6 separate regions of the Mus musculus genome follow, and regions 1, 3, 4, 5 and 6 are each linked to region 2. A link is a contact called in public Hi-C and promoter capture Hi-C data. All regions are on one chromosome and are shown on one strand. Each heading gives the region's core, a stretch centred on a gene start, on an enhancer-like site or on the middle of the called end of the contact. The rest is flanking DNA. Distances are from core to core; before and after follow the strand shown. Region 1 overlaps Cep41 (centrosomal protein 41). Region 2 has its middle 23 kb from the start of Gm40359. Region 3 holds the start of Mest (mesoderm specific transcript). Region 4 overlaps Mkln1 (muskelin 1, intracellular mediator containing kelch motifs). Region 5 overlaps Cpa4 (carboxypeptidase A4). Region 6 overlaps Podxl (podocalyxin-like).

Region 1 (2,700 bases), core at 190-2,689, 390 kb after region 2:
AGAAAAAGGCAAAGGCCCACAGTATTTCTAGCAGGGAGGCTGTGTTTGTAAGAGAAATAAACGTAATAAATATCTCATGGAGACATATGGAAAAATAACTCAGTCAACCCAGCCCCGCTTCAGAGTATGTTTATTCTTCTCCACTTGATTTCCAGAGTGCAACATTTTCCAATGCTTTAGAAATCAAACAAACCAGGGACATTGTTCAGATGTCAGGCCGTGCCCAAATTTCCACAAGATTCAAGAATCGTGTATAAAATTCAGCCAACGTACACATAGCTTTAATGAGGAGCCTGTCGTGTTTCCCCATAAATTTATTGCCTGAGAGCTTGGTTCAGCCTTTTGCTAATGCCAACATGCACTGGCTTTTTATTTTCTTTACAGCATAGATCAAAAAATGCAAATTTTTCCACACTCAACTTTCCCCTAGCATGGACAAGATTTTCAGTCATCTTTGACACGTATACATTTGTAATGAAAATACCTTTCCTCGGTGACAGAGTTCTGGTTTGCCAGTTTAACATCAGCCAGTCAGGAGGTAGACCTCTACACCCAATTCTGTTTTGGAAGTCTCTGTCTGTTCCTGATCTGCATTCCCACCAATGGATGTTAGTGTTGGAAATGACTGTATATACGTACAGAGACTGTTTCGGCAAAGCTGTTAGAATTGCTGTGTATTTACTGGCGTGGTCTAGCAGGCTGAATGTATTTCCATGTGTTTCTCCATAGCTCTTTGCCCTGTTGGCAAGAGTCTCAAACTTCAAGAGAGCCGACCCCTTCTGCACTCAGTGTTCCTCTCCAACACTGTTGCTTCCTAACGTTCCACTTTACCAGTTTCTTCATTAGATTATTTGACATGTATTATTTAAATGATCAGTGATACTTTGTGCAATTATGAATGTTGAAGATTAAAGAACGTAGTTACTAATTTGTCGTTTGCTATTAATGTGCTGAAACCTGCCAACTTCTCCCTTCCTTTCTGTCAGAATGATTTGGGGGAGCCCCGGGAGACTAGAGTGATTTGAAAATGTACCTCTCTTTACTGCATTTCCCAGAAAGGCGTATGTTCTTTGCATCAGTGAATCTGGAAATCATTCCAGTTTAGAGCAAGAGACCATAGCTTTCTAGTCGGGAGACCCATGCTTTTCCTGGAACCCAGGCAGGACCGGATTGCTACCTTGGCTGACTATCTCATGGCTTTTGTGTCGGTTGTGTTGGGGACTAGCTTGCCCCCTTGTCTGGAGCCTTGTGCGCTCTGTGAGATACGTGATATCCTTAGGCCAGTGTCTCGTCAATAAAATGTTTATCAAGGGGTATGTGTTTAAGAAAGGGAGGCCATTTAAGGGGGTACAGGCTATTTAAGAGGTCAGGCAGGAAGGAAGCCAGGAGACAAAGGAGGGAAGATAGAAGAGAGGCAGGAAGTGGCGGGAGAGAGGAAGGAAAAAGCTACAGTGTTCATTCAAAAAGGGGGGGGGGGAACACATCCTGGGCTGTAACCTCAGGCTGGCTCTATTGAAAATCTGTGGAATGAGTAAATAGCCTAGAAGTGATTTTCTTTTTTCTTTCTCTGTGGTGGGAAGCCAGAGCCGGGCAGTCATATTGGACTTGGTGTAAGCAGGAATTAGAATAAATAATGTCCGTTAGTTGCTCAGGGAGTTTTTCCTGTGGTGCTGTTTAAATTCTACAGAACTTAAGACATTAAGCTACTCAGACACAAACAGAACAAAACCAAACCCTCCTCCTCTTGCTCCCTTGGGGAATATAAGTTGTCAGGCTCCTGGTCTGGGAGAAATATGCCAGTGATTTTTCTTGTTGGTTTTTGTTCCCGCCAGGTTGTTTATTGTCTACAGAGTCTGTCTTTTATGTTGTCTGACATGTTTGGGAACATAACGAATTTCAGTCTGCCTGCACATAAATCCATGACTACCTCTTCTTGTTCAACCCTGAAGATAATCAGTCATTAAGAATATTTAACAAACTGTTGAATGTCTTTAATGTGCATTTTTGTTTTTCATAGTTCTTTCAAGATCTAAGCCCCATAATACTTCTCTCTCCAAAACAAAATTAGGACCATGTGGATTATAATTCATCAACCAAATTATGTGAGCATGTTGAATGCTTATATCAATTCAATTATTTTTGTTAACAAGTATATTTTTCTTGTAAAACGTGATAAAACAAGGCCCAGTGTGCTTCCCGGGGTTGAGAATGCATTTGGGTAGTTAAACCTTTGCAGGCTTTTAGTAATTATTGCAATCAGGGGCTGGAAATGGCTCACTGGGTAACATGCTAACTGTGCAAACATGGGAACCTGAGTTCAGATCCCAGCACCCACATAAAAGGGGAGGTGCCGGGCGTGGTGGCACACGCCTTTAATCCCAGCACTCGGGAGGCAGAGGCAGGCGGATTTCTGAGTTCGAGGCCAGCCTGGTCTACAGAGCGAGCTCCAGGACAGCCAGGACTACACAGAGAAACCCTGTCTCAAAAAACCAAAAAAAAAAAAAAAAAAAAAGGGGGGGGGGAGGCAGAGACAGAAGGGTCCCCAGGAGCTGTGCCAGGCCAGCCTGTTTGCCAAGCCAGGGAGCTCCAGGTTTGGTGAGATAGGGTGAGTCTAGCCCTGCCTCATAACACAAGGTAGAGGACAGCTGAGAAAGACCTCTGGCCTCCATGCACACACATGAGCACACCCACGTGAACATG
Region 2 (2,700 bases), core at 26-2,525:
AGGTAATTTTCCTCAATATAATAAAGTTTAGCCCAAGAGTCACTAAAGAATTACGGACCTGTGCACATTTAGCGTTTTATTAAAGCATAGCATTCATATGTAAATATTATACACGTAGTAAGCTGTGGCTCATTGGATCTCCACAAAGTGAGCACCATCTCACAATTACCACACAGATCAGGAAATAAAACATTATTAGCAGCCAGTGAGGTTTCTTTCTTAATTAAAAACAGTAACTTACACAGAAGTGGATGCTCACAGTCAGCTATTGGATGGAACACAGGGCCCCCAATGGAGGAGCTAGAGAAAGTACCCAAGGAGCTGAAGGGATCTGCAACCCTATAGGTGGAACAACAATATGAACTAATCAGTACCCCGGAGCTCGTGTCTCTAGCTGCATATGTAGCAGAAGATGGCCTAGTCGGCCATCAGTGGGAAGAGAGGCCCCTTGGTCTTGCAAACTTTATATGCCCCAGTACAGGGGAACGCCAGGGCCAAGAAGTGGGAGTGGGTGGGTAGGGGAGTGGGGGAGGGGTAGGGTGTGGGGGACTTTTGGGATAGCATTGGAAATGGAAATGAAGAAAATACCTAATTAAAAAAAAATAAACCCAGTAACTTGTAGGGTAAAATCAAAAGACAGCTATAAAAAATAATAAGAAAGAAAGAAAGAAAGAAAGAAAGAAAGAAAGAAAGAAAGAAAGAAAGAAAGAAAGAAAGAAGCCACAATTCTTCTAAGTCAACAGAAGAGGGTGCTCGTGAGCCAGCATTGTGACAAATCATCTCACTTAACCCTTCCTGGTCAGCGAGCCTGGGAAGAGAAAGAAAATTTCCAAATGGATGGGAAACTATGAACACTTAAAACTGCTAGAGATAGATAGATAGATGATATATAGATATATAGATAGATAGATAGATAGATAGATAGATAGATAGATAGATAGATAGAGGCAGGCAGACAGATTGAAAATAAAACCTCCTTTCCACAAAATGAAACAGAAAGAAACACATTAACAGCCTGAATCCTTCACAGACACAAAAAGAAAGCAACTACACATTCAAATGAGCAGTACAACGCTAGACAGACAGACAGACAGACAGACAGACAACACGGGAAAATCTAAACAAGAGTGTGTCTCAGAGATGGAAAAGCTGGTTTGAACCAGACTTCCTGCCAAGTGGCAGCCATGGTTCCATTCAAAACAGTTGGACCGGGGCGGTGGGAGAGGCTTGGCAGGGAGGCGAACAGCACTGCGTAAGTTTCCCCCGCTTAGATGGCTGTTGGCCTGAGGGCAAGCCACAATCCATGCCTTCAACTGACTAAGCCGTGCCACAGGCTCACTACGTCGCACTGAAGAGATGCCGTGCCATGCTGTCTGAGGCAAGCATCACAGGTACAAAGGGGAGGCTTTTAGAGGTCCTGTCACGTGCGGAGGTAGCCCCCAGTGTCTCCCAGTGTGACCTGACGTGGGGATACGGTCATGGGGATTACTAGTCCTGATAAAGCCTTGCTGGAGTAGGTGGTCCCTCATCCACAGTGACCGTGTCTTGAGGGGAAACGTGGGTGCCAGCAAATGCGGGGCGAACAGCGTGAGGGTGGAGAGCAGCAGGAGAATACATTTTCAAAGTCTGGTAAATACCAGAAGGCCGCTTTAAAGGGTCAAGAGGACAGACTACATATTAAAGCAAAGCGCGGGGGAAACGGAACAATAAAATATTTCGTAAAGCAAATGTCAGCCATTTCTGTGCAAGTAAGAAGACACTCACCAGGGTGGAGAGCTAGCCCCTCCCCCTCCCAGTCCCCACAGGCTGACCAGCTCAGCTACCACCAAAGCCCAGATCCAGGGCTCTGAGTTGGTGCACCCCAACATTTGCTTCATCAATGAACTGCTGAAGTGAGTGAAGGGGCTGGTCCTGCAGATCCAAGGCTGCAGTATCTCCGTGACCCAGGACAACCACAGGGTATCTGAGAGGAGGCTGTCCCAGTGAGGATCCAGTATTGATGGTGTAGGGGAAGCCAGAGGCCTGGGACCGCAGCAATGACTCTGCAATGAACATTTGTGAGCCAAGAAATGTGGACAAACATTGTGACATACTACAGCTTCCACAATGAGATTTTTATAAAATCTGTTAGGGGGAAAGTTACAAGTGTGTAGGGCGGGTACAAGAGGAAGGAGAGATGAGTGGGATTGGGGTGCCTGATGTGGCATTCACAAAGAACCAATAATAATAATAATAATAATAATAATAATAAAAGACACTCATGTCTCAAAGAAAAGTACAGGTTCACTGCAGAACAAATGTCAGCTGGAGATGTATTCAGGAGACAGAGGCAGAGTGATTGCAAACGGCTAAAATGGAGGAGATAGGAAAGTATAACAGGCTTGCAAAGCCACACGAAAGCAAGATATGGAGAATAAGATCAGAAAGCATTGGGAAACATGTTTCAAATGAAAAGCACATTTTTCATTTTGAGACAGGATCTCTCTGAATAGCCCAAGCTGTCCTGGAACTTGCTCTGTAAACCAAGCTGGTCTTAAACTCTCAGAGATCTACCTGAGTGCTGGCATTAAAGGTATTTGCCACCACCGCCCATCGAGTAGCAGAATTCTTGATGATGCCAAGGACCATGAGGCACAATGATGTCACACATCACAATGATGTCACACGTCACTGGCCCCATAACAGCACCTCTGTTTACTA
Region 3 (2,700 bases), core at 170-2,669, 300 kb after region 2:
GGGGGGGGTCTTTTTGTTGTTACTGCTCATTTCCTCAGAACCCATTTGGTCCTGTTACCTGTTCATACATTTTCATGTAGCCTCTGGGGCATCCTTGCTGGACTCACTGAATCCGCAGTGACTCAGCAGAACGCCGGGGAGGGGCGCCTACTGCAGAGTGAACAGGGGCTTCCTGCTGGCGCAGGGAAACAGAGGTGCCACACCCACGCTCTCCGGACCATACCTCAGTGCACCTCCTCCATGCAGGAAAGGGGGGACAACCCCCCCCCCCAGCCATTCTCAGCTTTAGTTACCTTGGTAAAAATACCCCAAACATTTTAAGATTTTTAGCAGTCAAGGAAACTAGCAATCGGACCAAAAGGTTTAAACAATAATTTTTAAGTCCACTCTCTAATATTTGATGGTACCATGATTTAGAGCAAAAATTCAACACACTCGCACAACAAACTTTACGTGCCTTGATTTCTTACTGCTTTAAATGATGTAAAAACATATTTATCTAATACCACCAAACCAGCCCACCTGACTCATTCTTATTGAGAACTACGCTGTGCACCCACAAACCAAAGCAAACAATTCTTTTTACATTTTAAGAGCCTGGCCGCGTGCCGGTGTCCCCCGGGGTTTCCATTTCTGGCTCCCAAACAACACTTATAGCCGTGGCCACACTGCGCGGCACGATCTAGTCGCACCTATGCGGTAACCCTGCCATTGTGAGTCCAGAACCTGGAAATTTTAAGTCGCTCTGTGACAATCTCAGCTCCTGAATTCCTAAATCACATGCCGTGGTCTAGAAATCTTAAATCACGCCACAACAATGACCAGCTCTGAAGATCCTAGAACACACCAGGCATTACCAAGGTTCTCGAATCCTAAGTTGCTTCACCACCACCTCCTAAATCGTACCACAACGAAGACCCAGACAAAAAAAGGCTAATTCTCACATGTTAATGCAAAAATCCTCAAATTCGTAAATCTCACGCGACTAAACCCTGGTTCTAAAAATCATCAGTGAGGGCGATTCCGAGAGTTTGGGCTGGGCGGCAACCTTTGGATAAGGATTTTTGCCTCCCGCATCTCCGGGGTGCGGGCCGGCCACACCCCCTCTGGCGGCACGGGCTGGCAGCACCCACCTGCGCAAGCGATCTCGGCGCACCATGGCCGCATTATCCCATGCCGCCCGCCGCAGGATTGCGGATCACAGGGCGCGCCGAGGCGCCCGCAGCGATACAGGATCGGAGGTGGCGTCTGCGCAGCCTACGGTCCGCGCAGGGCGGCCCGCGGCAGCGGCAGCAGAGGCAGCAAGCAGCAACTCGGGCGAGCCTGCAGCACTACGCCGTTTGGCGAGGTGCGGCTGCCGCAGAGGAAAGCTGCTGCGCCTGAGAAGAAGCACCGGGATGTGCTGGTGGCCGAAGCAGAGAGGAGCAAGCAGGCACCGACTTTTAAAGCCCACTGAGCCCCGCCTCTAACCCGCCCATCCTGCCGCAGCGCCCCTCCTTCTCGCTCCCGCCGCAGAGCCCCTCCCCACCGCTGCAGAGAGGGGGGGCCTTTCCCGTGGGCGCCTCCAGGGGTATTGACCCGCTACCCCCTCTTTCCTTATAGATCTCTAATCCTGAACCCCAGATTCTAGTGAAGAAAGCCTTCCCATGTGTTAATGCCGCGGGCAAGGATGACAAACGTCTGAGAGAGTCCCTCCCCAACATATCCCTTGGACCACGCACTGGTCCCTAGACCCTGGAAGACATAAAACACCCCAAAGCTGGGGTTCTTGTTGCGGCACCCACTTCTTTTCTACCTCCTACGTGTGTTTTGAGCCCTAAGAGTGAGTACGCATCTAAAAATTCGGGTCACCAATGCGCGGCAACCCCAAGCCCTTAGCCCATGATAACAAAGAAGGAAGGGCACACTAAATGGCTAGGGAATGGACAAATTCTCTGGTATCAGTGGCTAAGTGGACACATTCATGGACAGGCTGCGATCACATAGAATGGGCCAAAGTCACCACCACGGTGGCACCGGTACACTTCCTTTGCCGCAGCACAACGTGGTCCACATGCCAGAAGCTGCTGCAGCGCCCTTCTGGAGCAGCGTTGGGGACCGTTCATTGGGGGCACAAGCCTCCTTTACGTGCAACACAATCACAGTGCAAACACCCTAGAGGTGCGGACAAAACTGTAGATTTTTTTTTAATCCCAAATCCCTTAAAAGTCATCTTTCACACCTTCGCAAAGTGCGGAGCATCGTGATGCCTGTGTGAGGTTTGGAACCGTTCCCTGAAATTCTAGCAGCCTAGGCACGGGCAAGCTAGGGATGCTGCGAACGCAGGCTGGCCCAGCGGGGGCGCTGCAGGCCTCTCTTCGGAGCCTGGTTTGCTGCAGCTTTGGCTTTGCAATGTCCAAGCCCAACCGTGCAGTCGATCAAGATTGGGCCAGAGAACTGCAATGGGTCAGTCGAACCCTTGGGGGATCTAACCTGTGGGTATCTTCCCATGTTCGGGGAGTTCGTGACCACCCAGCTGACACTGAAAATGCCAGCACCTGAGAGAGGGTCATCAGAACACGTAATGCGGTCCAGGGTATACTTCTTCGGGGACCGCAGGAAACAAATGCTTGTGTGGAGCCTCCGCAGGCGATGCACAAGATTGTGAAGTGAATGAGGGATCGAAGGGTGGCACTTTTTTACATTTTCTTTTTGATTTCA
Region 4 (2,700 bases), core at 113-2,612, 440 kb before region 2:
ATCCTTAGTGCTTAAAACAATCTTTGGAAAATGGAAGTCAATGAACTATTTGAAGAGAGGGGGTCTAATAAACCTTAAATGCTAGTAAACAATCAACAAATGCTGCTAATTTTTTTTTTCGAGACAGGGTTTCTCTGTGTAGCCCTGGCTGTCCTGGAACTCACTTTGTAGACCAGGTTGACCTCGAACTCAGAAATTCGCCTGCCTCTGCCTCCCGAGTGCTAGACCACGCCCGGCAAATGCTGTTAAATTAATGAATGGATTTGCATGCTTTGTGTGGTTAATTCCCTGTAAACCAATTAAAAATTAATACACAGCAAACATGTAATTTTAATTTTGGAAGAACTGACAAATGCAATAACTAGTGAATGAGACAACTTGCCTTTCTATTACTTTAAGTTCATAGCAATAAAACTATGATAAAGGAAAAATCATCACCAAAAGAAACCTATGTAAAATTTAAAATGTCAGAAAACAAAACTGGATACAATCACCCTTTTTAAAGATTAGGAAGTGATACATCAAAATGTTAATAGATTATCTCTGAATAGTTGGATTGTTTTGTATCATTCTGGGTTTTGTTGTTGTTATTGTTTTAGAATCTCAACCATGAGATTATTACCTTTGTAGTTACAACAAAAAAGGCACAAGAGAAGTGTCACAATGGTAGTCATAACTGATTAAAGATAACAATGTTGCAAATGACTATATAATTGTTACAAATTTAAATGTTTTCAGATTATAACCATTAAATTTATTACAATAAAAATTTTTTAAGTAGCTTTGTTTCCACTATTATTACTCTGTGAGACTTTTGTTCAGTTTTGGGAAGTGGTGCAGTGCAGTGAAATCTTTAGTCTTGGCTCTATCACCATGTAGTTGAATTATGTTCAATTATTATCAGGATCTTACCATCAATAAAAGATAATCTAGCATACAGTAAGGTCGAAATAACTACAGCTGCTGCGGCTGGCATGAAGCTTAGGCCCTGAGCACATGCATGGATACAATCAATTAATAAATCTTTAAAAGCCTACTTTGATCTAGAACCCCTGTGCCACACTGGTGCTCACTGGGCCACATCTTGGAAATCCCCCTTTGTTTTTCTATGTTGGATTTTCTTCTTTTTTTTTTTTTTTTAAAGCTTCTGTGTTTTCTCTTTTGATACTTATTGTTTTGTTAGTATATAAAGTATCTTTCTAAAAAAATAGTACATAAAAGTTCTATCAGTTTCCTATCTTGAGATAACTGCTATTTCCAACCCTTTTTGCTTCATACCCGAAACACATGCTTCCCCAGACTCTCTAGTGAACCCTGGTTTCACAGTTCTAGCCAATGAAATCTAAGCAGAATCCCACTGGGAGTTGTCAGGACAAATTTTGCAATCCCTGCCGGCCACCTTTGGAAGGAAAGGCATGTTTGAACTTGTCTCCAGATAGCTACCACTTTTACTAAAGACAGTGCAGCACAGGAGGGAACCTGGGGGCTGAATCACTGCATCAGCGCTCATGGTCTACTCTGGACTTCTTGTGCTTAGAGAGATGATTCTGCAACTGTTTAAACTGCTAAGAGGTAGGTCTAGAGCGTAAACATGGATTTACCCAGTAGATCTAAAAATAACTTCCCTTTTTTCTTCACCATTTTGGCTACAAAAGTATCTCCAGTTTAGTAACTTTTCCAAGAATTTTCTTTATCTTGTAGTATCTAATGGCACTGAGAGTTTCTATGTCCTTCTAAGTCCTGTTTCCTTGAGTGCAACTCATTTTGTTCTAGGAGAGTTTAGGAGGTCCTCTTTCTAACAGAATACAAAAATGCACCTTAATACACAATGATCTGCCTTGATGATCTGGCAAGGAGACCTTTTGGTTTTCTGAAATTTAACTTCATTTTATTTTATTTTATTTGTAGAGGGCCATTTACAATCTGAAGATCAGTGTTTTGGGTCTGCAGAAATTTTCAAATATTTATTTCCACATCTTCCATTTACTTTGTTCTTTACGGTTGGGAAAACTCTAGGGTTGCAGGTCTGTAGCCCTGGCCAATGAATCAGAGACTAGGTTGTAAGACTGTCCATTTTACTGGTAGTCACAAAGAACAGAACACAGCAAACAAACCTCTAGCCTGAACTCCAGTAAGGAGGGTATGAGTACAGATCCTGAGAGCCAAATGACTCTACATTTTCTCCTTTAGTGTTACGTTTTAAAGAAAATAACTTTTCTTCTTTGAGATTTTTATTTCAATTGTGTGTGAGTAGATAGGCTACTTGTCATACATTATGTCTGCAAGAAGTCAGAGGGTAACTTCTAGGACACAGTTCTCCTTCCATCATAAGATCCCAGGATAGAACTCAGACCACCTGGTGTGCATCACAAGGACTTTATCCACCGAGCCATCTCACCAGACCAGTCTTTTTCCTCTTCTATGTAAACAACTTTAATTAAAAGAGGGTTACTCTAACATAGTGCCCATAAATGACAACAACAACATATGTATTTGTGTGTGTGGATATAGATGTGTGTGTGTTGGGGGGGGTGTTAAGGTGTGGGGTGGTAAGTGTTTGTGGGGGTTAAGGTGGGGTGGTAAGGTGTGTGTGTGTGTGTGTGTGTGTGTGCGCGCGTGCAAATACATGTGCTTGTTGGTGCCTGTGGAGGCTAGAGGTCAACACAGGGATGTTTTCTTCTATTGTTCTCTCCCTTACGA
Region 5 (2,700 bases), core at 167-2,666, 450 kb after region 2:
GGAGAGGAGAGATAAAGGCAAAAAGCATAGCTTCCTAACTGAGGCAGACCTTATTTGGTCAACATCAAGTCTTGAGGATTAGAAGGGGAGAAAGACTGGGGCCAGTCAGATGGCTCTGTGGGTAAAGGCACTTGCTACCAAGCCTCAGAACCCATATGGTGGAAGGGGAGAACTGACTCCTGAAAGTTGTGCTCTGACCTGCATGAATGGAGGAGGCGGGAGGGAAGAAGAGGGAGGGAGAGGGAGGGGAAGGGAGAGGGGGAGGGGGAGGGGGAAGGGAAAGGAGAGAGAATAAATAAATGTGGTATTTTGGGTTTTTTTTTTTTTTAAGAAGAAAGGAAGGAGGTGAGATTTGAACTGTGAACAGTGAACTCCCACAGCAGCTAAGAGATCAGTGCATTTCACAAGGAAGGAGGGCTCGGAGTAGATGGGCTATGTCCTCCTTCCCTTAAATAATTTTATCAAGACATATATGTCTTCCTTATACATGTATACATTGTGCATGCATGTCCATGTGGGTATGCAGTTTTAATTCTCAAAAAAAAATCATAGTAAATTTTGATTGACACACATGACTTCAGCCTGTGGCCATGGCACGTTTTATTTATCAGTGCCAACGGTGATGATGCTCTTCCCGTTGTTCCCAGGCCTTCGCTGGGATGAGCAGTGCCTCCATGACTGTTCTTCCTGACTCTCCCATTGGCTCTCTCAGGCTTGCTTCTGGGGTGGAAGTAACTGGATCATCAGCTTCAGGAGATGGTGACAGAATGGTTTCCACATTAGCGGTTTTACTAGCTCAGCTGTCCACTAAGGATGTACAAAAGAACCTTCCGCTCACATCTGTCCCATCGTTTCCAGTTCTGTTAACTGAATGAGCAGAGTGGCCTCCTTGCTCTGGATGTCCTCAGTCACCCATCATCCCTACAAAAATATGTTTGTCAGACATCCGCCCCTCCTCTTGCATGATATGCTTATATGATTAGATATGCTCAGACAGCTTGCCCAGTTTCCCCACAGCATTATCTGTGTTCTTACTGACCTGCAGGTCTGCATACATTCTTTGTTGTAAAGATTGTGAATGTTGTGAATCTCTTCTTATAACTCATTTTGCTGTGTTTCTTAAAGAACTAATGTCCTAGGTTTTATTCTAGTCACACGCACCATTATTGTTATCATTATTCTCCTTTGGCTCTTCATGCCCTGCTTAAGAAATCCCTGAAGAATCTGAAGGAAAATCTCAATCTGAGGGGCAGTGGCCAGAAATGGAGCTAGGTCACAGGTGGGTCACAGAGACAAGCATTGTGGCGACTACAAAGATATCTATTGCATTTGTAGCAGCCCTTACTACCCAACACAAGTGACCAGCTGGCAGGTGTGTTCTGGTTGTAGAAGTAGACATATCATTCTATTAGAGCTGGGTGCCATTAGAAATTCTAATCATAGACTCTAATTAACTTTCCTTGCTCCGACGCCTGCTCACTAAGCAACCTTCTGATTATAATTTGGCTGCCCATGTATCTTGCCTACAGGGAGAGAATGTACTGAGAATATACTGTTTAGCCGACGTGAGGATCCAATCCATTAAACAGTTACATGCCATGATGTAAATTAGTACATTCGTATTCTGATTTTATCATCGGCCTCATCTGGGCTCCAAAGTCGTGAGTCAGCATCCCTGGGTCTAATCATCATGGAAGCCCTGAATATCAAGCTTCCGGGGGAGAAACCAAGGAAGTAGAACCAGCCAGAGTGAGATCACCAAGGTAACGTTGCCCCAGAGGCCCCCTGGCCTGATGAAATAGGCTTTCGTTCATGTCATGCAAGAGGGACAGGGATTAAAATTTACTTTTGACATTATAAAGAGCTGCATATTCAAGACTGTGGCTCAGTTCTATTCAGGTAAAAGCAAAGAATAAAAGATGATAGGAGACCCATATTGAATATTTATTGGCTTATGAGGACACACCAGATGCTGCCCAAATCCTAGGCAGAAGGTTAAGATTTATAGACATGATTGAAAACAGAAAAAGAAAAAAAAAAATACCCACAAGAAAACAAAAACACAAAAACCACAACACAAACAGGGCAGACAGTATGTGCTAAGGAGAGAACAGGAAGTGTCTAGCTGTTGACGAAGTCTTGTTTCAGGTAGGTACTCAGGGTTCAGGATGCAAAATAGAAAGTAACATTAAACACAGGAGGACAGAAACCAGGAGCCTGAAACGCAGGGCACACCAGAGCCGGAGCTGGAGTGTGCTGAGGCCCTGAGATTATCCAGGCTCTAGGGATGATTTAGGACCTGTGGGGTGAGGTCAAAATCTTTGAAGTGAGTTCAAAAGGCAGAGTGGTGGTGAGGCCAAGAGGACAGATGGTGCTAATCTGTCCCTGCAATCTAGCCCCGTTTCCCCATGACCCCTGAGAGCCTTGCCTACAACATAACTAACTGACCCTCTTAGAGGATCCCAGTAACACCACATATAAAGAAAAGACGGTTTAAAAAGCAAAGGGCATCACCTGAACACTGAGCCTTGTAATGGACAAGAGCTTGACTGTGTGCTCGAGCCAACAGAAAAGAATTAAGATGAGCCAGGTATGGTGATAATACATCTTTAATGTATGCTGAAGGCAGAGCCAGGCAGATCTCTGTAAGTTCAAGGCCAGCTTGGTCTATATAGCAAGCTCCAGGACAGTCATGGCTAC
Region 6 (2,700 bases), core at 11-2,510, 480 kb before region 2:
ACTCATCTAGGACACTCACTTCTATCTTCCCTGATAGAGTGAGCCAGCCCACTCTATCAGTGTTTGAGTTCTATTGGTCTTTGCCTATTTTTTGGACAATACACTGGTGAAACTTTGGAGAGTAAGTTGAAGTTGACAAGATCTATGCATATTTTTGACAATGTAAATACAAGAGCCACATGTTTATTTACCTTGTACTACTTTCAGAGAGTAAACTTGGGGTAAAGATTTGATAGCTATGAGAGATAGCTAAGCCTCCCTCCCCACTTCTGAACAAGAATGTAAATGTCTATTTAGTAGAGATGACTTTTTTAAAAATGAAGAAAGTAACAAGACAGGCTGGTAACAAACGTATTTGCCTTGGAGATAGTGGATTTACACCTCCCCTGCCAAGTCGCAGTCCTACTGCAGTTCAGGCTGGAGTTGAGAATGGTCTGTGATGGTCACGGGGAAAGGTTTGGAGATACAGTCTAGTCTCCCTACAGGAAATCACATCTGAAGACACAAAGAGTCTCCCCAGGGACAGGGACAAGAGGAAAACACGCATCCCACACTGCCCACCCTGTGCTGCGTGTTTCTCAAGAACAGGGAATTAAGGACTGCAACTTCTAGGTACAAGGTTATAGGAGACCGCCAGCCTTCCTCACGATGACCCTGGAGGGGCTGGGAGAACACAAGGGACAATAGCAGCCATATTTGGGGCTCTGGAATCATGTGGTCCGAGGTGTAAATAAGCATTCTAGGGGCTTGGGTTTTTGTTTTTGTTTTCCTGTCAGGAATTAATTTTGAAAACTCCTTGAGGAATGTCCAGCAGAATGAGGCTCAAAGGGACTGCATAGATGAAGGCAGAGGGGGAGAAGCCCTGTGTAGAACAGCCTGTGTCACCGTCAGGTGTCTGATGCTTCCCTCGGTCTGCCGCAAACCCACCACTGGCCAGGATCACTGTTTTGTGGGGGCCTTTCTGTTTGTGAATGTCAACCAGCTTGCCCAGGAGATTGGGGGAGTGTATGTTGTAGTGGACAGGGGTCTAAAGTACACTGGAATTTATTGAGAGATTATAGTTAACTATTGCATTTTCTTATAAAGTCTATTTTGGAAAATTGTACACTGTCAATAAAAATGCTTTTGTGTAAGCTGGTTCAGGCCCTAGTGTTTTGCTTTGGCTTAAAATTCTCCACCTGAGCAGGGACATTAGCTCCTTCTCCTGTATAATTGGGCAGCATCCCCTGCTCTCATCAGCACCTGCAGCATTCCGCCAGTAGAGGGGGAAAGAGGAGATGCTGGAAGGAGTGGAGGACCGCAGGGCCAGCGCCTGAGAGGACCATGTTCCTTGCTGTGCAATGTTTACAAATTTGTCACCATCTAACACCCTTCTTACTTCTGCCTGGAGTGTAAAGATATGTGACCATCACCAATGAAAGATACCATGCCAGTTGGGTGTGAAAACACCACCAAGAGATAAAACCAAGCGCTAGAATCCAGCTCGGGTCTGCACAGAGAGGTGGTGCTTCCCCTCTCACCCAGTGAAGGATGGAGCTGATGGGCGTGAATGTGACACATCTCTCGGCCACATTACCAACAGCTACATTTTCTCAGGGCAAGAGAACCCTACGTACCAGCTTGAAGTAGGGAAAGGGAAAGGTCTGCCCTGCAGAGCTGGCCCATCTCTGCCTCCACCTCAGCAGTCATATGACATCTTCACCTCATTTATAGGAAACTCACCGTACTACGTGATAGACTGCAGACTTCCTCTCTTTGGCTCAGGCCCTGACTCCATCTTTTCTCTCTTCAGTGCCAGATTCTTTTCTCCATACCACCATCATGCCTGAATTCTAAAAACAAACTTCATTTCTGGATTACATCCACAGTTACCAGGATGTTTTGTTTTGTTTTGTTTTTTGGTTTTTTTTTTCCCCTTAATCTTTTGTGCACTAGTAGGCAAGTGACACCCAGAGGGGTAGGCCAGAGTTAGGGCCAGGGTATTTTGAGGTTAACCTCATGAGTATGCCAAAGACACAGAAAAGATCTAAATGCCAGGAACTCCCAAAGGACCATGGCCCTGCTCAGGCACTGTTCTAACAGTGACTCACAGTTTATCACAGCCCACAAGTTAGCTCTAAGGCTCCATTCTCTTCCGGAGTAGTCGCTGACCTGGCTCCTTGCCCTAACAATCTAGAGGTCCTCTTAGTTGATTTTTTTCAACCTATAAGCTCCCTCCCAAACCACCTCTCTTCTGAACCCAAAAGGAAAAAAGAAAGATAGGACAGGCAAACACTCAGGGGCATTTCTCAAACACTTCCTTTTAATGAAACCGACAGGAGTCTCTCAGACGATCTACTGCTAATATTTACTTGTACAGTTGAGACTGGTCAACATGTCCCAGTTTGTACAGTCTGTACACCGCTAAGCCTCCTCCTCTCTTGGATTCTGCCAATCATCAAGGCTTTCCAGCATAGTGGACAGATCCTGGCTCTTGTCTTCGCTGTTACTGACTGCCCTGCTTTTCCTGGCTGAGGGCACAGGACAGTTTCTGTGGCTATCCAAGGCACTGTGGAAAGGGCATCATGCTCAGCTGCCTCCCATCTCTTCTCTTCTGAAACAAAAACCGTGAAGGAGGGGACGCCTAATGAAGCGAGAGGAAAGAGCAGACAGCACACGCTGCAGCAGAGCCACCCTTTTCCAACTGAACCTTCCGAAGTT

Evidence for each region. Hi-C and Micro-C count contacts between places; a contact is called where the count stands out from the background. Capture Hi-C pulls out chosen DNA fragments and counts their contacts.
Region 1: a Hi-C map of uterus shows a contact between it and region 2, with 2.6 times the contacts expected there. The contact joins two enhancer-like sites. A contact is called at or near these places in 9 of 39 promoter capture datasets (the 3T3-L1 cell line, 3T3-L1-derived adipocytes, the C10 cell line and 5 more) and 3 of 484 Hi-C or Micro-C datasets (bone marrow-derived macrophages, cortical neurons and uterus).
Region 3: a Hi-C map of the N1E-115 cell line shows a contact between it and region 2, with 6 times the contacts expected there. The contact joins the promoter of Mest here to the enhancer-like site in region 2. A contact is called at or near these places in 19 of 39 promoter capture datasets (the 3T3-L1 cell line, 3T3-L1-derived adipocytes, the C10 cell line and 10 more), 1 of 15 datasets of contacts at CTCF or cohesin (pro-B cells), 11 of 484 Hi-C or Micro-C datasets (the N1E-115 cell line, cerebral cortex, cortical neurons and 6 more), 23 of 115 datasets of contacts at active chromatin or transcription factors (astrocytes, bone marrow-derived macrophages, cardiomyocytes and 11 more) and 4 of 9 other capture datasets (adipose tissue, embryonic stem cells, liver and 1 more).
Region 4: a contact with region 2 is called in a promoter capture Hi-C map of adipose tissue. The contact joins two enhancer-like sites. A contact is called at or near these places in 1 of 115 datasets of contacts at active chromatin or transcription factors (embryonic stem cells) and 1 of 9 other capture datasets (adipose tissue).
Region 5: a Hi-C map of the N1E-115 cell line shows a contact between it and region 2, with 5 times the contacts expected there. The contact joins two enhancer-like sites. A contact is called at or near these places in 4 of 39 promoter capture datasets (the 3T3-L1 cell line, the C10 cell line, hippocampal neurons and 1 more), 1 of 484 Hi-C or Micro-C datasets (the N1E-115 cell line) and 1 of 115 datasets of contacts at active chromatin or transcription factors (embryonic stem cells).
Region 6: a Hi-C map of the N1E-115 cell line shows a contact between it and region 2, with 4 times the contacts expected there. The contact joins two enhancer-like sites. A contact is called at or near these places in 1 of 484 Hi-C or Micro-C datasets (the N1E-115 cell line) and 1 of 115 datasets of contacts at active chromatin or transcription factors (pancreatic cancer cells).

The regions. Positions count from the first base shown.
Region 1 is chr6:30,651,685-30,654,384 of GRCm38.p6, reverse strand. It overlaps Cep41 (centrosomal protein 41), which reads left to right. Exons shown (of 11, transcript NM_031998.3): 11 at 1-928. Among named protein-coding and RNA genes, the nearest start is that of Cpa1, 14 kb to the right of the region's middle. Within about 2 kb of position 1,439, at least 27 of the 459 cell types and tissues checked have an H3K27ac peak or open chromatin away from gene starts, as enhancers often do. A contact at or near this core is called in uterus, where this site is marked.
Region 2 is chr6:31,036,711-31,039,410 of GRCm38.p6, reverse strand. No RefSeq gene overlaps it. Among named protein-coding and RNA genes, the nearest start is that of Gm40359, 23 kb to the right of the region's middle. Within about 2 kb of position 1,275, at least 62 of the 459 cell types and tissues checked have an H3K27ac peak or open chromatin away from gene starts, as enhancers often do. A contact at or near this core is called in the N1E-115 cell line, adipose tissue, astrocytes and 8 more, where this site is marked.
Region 3 is chr6:30,736,769-30,739,468 of GRCm38.p6, reverse strand. Mest (mesoderm specific transcript) reads right to left here and starts at 1,419. Exons shown (of 12, transcript NM_008590.2): 1 at 1,134-1,419. The coding sequence starts at 1,159.
Region 4 is chr6:31,478,918-31,481,617 of GRCm38.p6, reverse strand. All of the region lies in intron 12 of Mkln1 (muskelin 1, intracellular mediator containing kelch motifs), which reads right to left. Among named protein-coding and RNA genes, the nearest start is that of Mkln1, 81 kb to the right of the region's middle. Within about 2 kb of position 1,362, at least 26 of the 459 cell types and tissues checked have an H3K27ac peak or open chromatin away from gene starts, as enhancers often do. A contact at or near this core is called in adipose tissue, where this site is marked.
Region 5 is chr6:30,591,642-30,594,341 of GRCm38.p6, reverse strand. It overlaps Cpa4 (carboxypeptidase A4), which reads right to left. Exons shown (of 11, transcript NM_027926.3): 11 at 1,925-2,700. Gm31453 (a long non-coding RNA gene) reads left to right here. Exons shown (of 3, transcript XR_868837.3): 3 at 1-207. Among named protein-coding and RNA genes, the nearest start is that of Gm31453, 18 kb to the left of the region's middle. Within about 2 kb of position 1,416, at least 21 of the 459 cell types and tissues checked have an H3K27ac peak or open chromatin away from gene starts, as enhancers often do. A contact at or near this core is called in the N1E-115 cell line, where this site is marked.
Region 6 is chr6:31,517,926-31,520,625 of GRCm38.p6, reverse strand. It overlaps Podxl (podocalyxin-like), which reads left to right. Exons shown (of 8, transcript NM_013723.3): 8 at 1-1,133. Among named protein-coding and RNA genes, the nearest start is that of Podxl, 45 kb to the left of the region's middle. Within about 2 kb of position 1,260, at least 119 of the 459 cell types and tissues checked have an H3K27ac peak or open chromatin away from gene starts, as enhancers often do. A contact at or near this core is called in the N1E-115 cell line and pancreatic cancer cells, where this site is marked.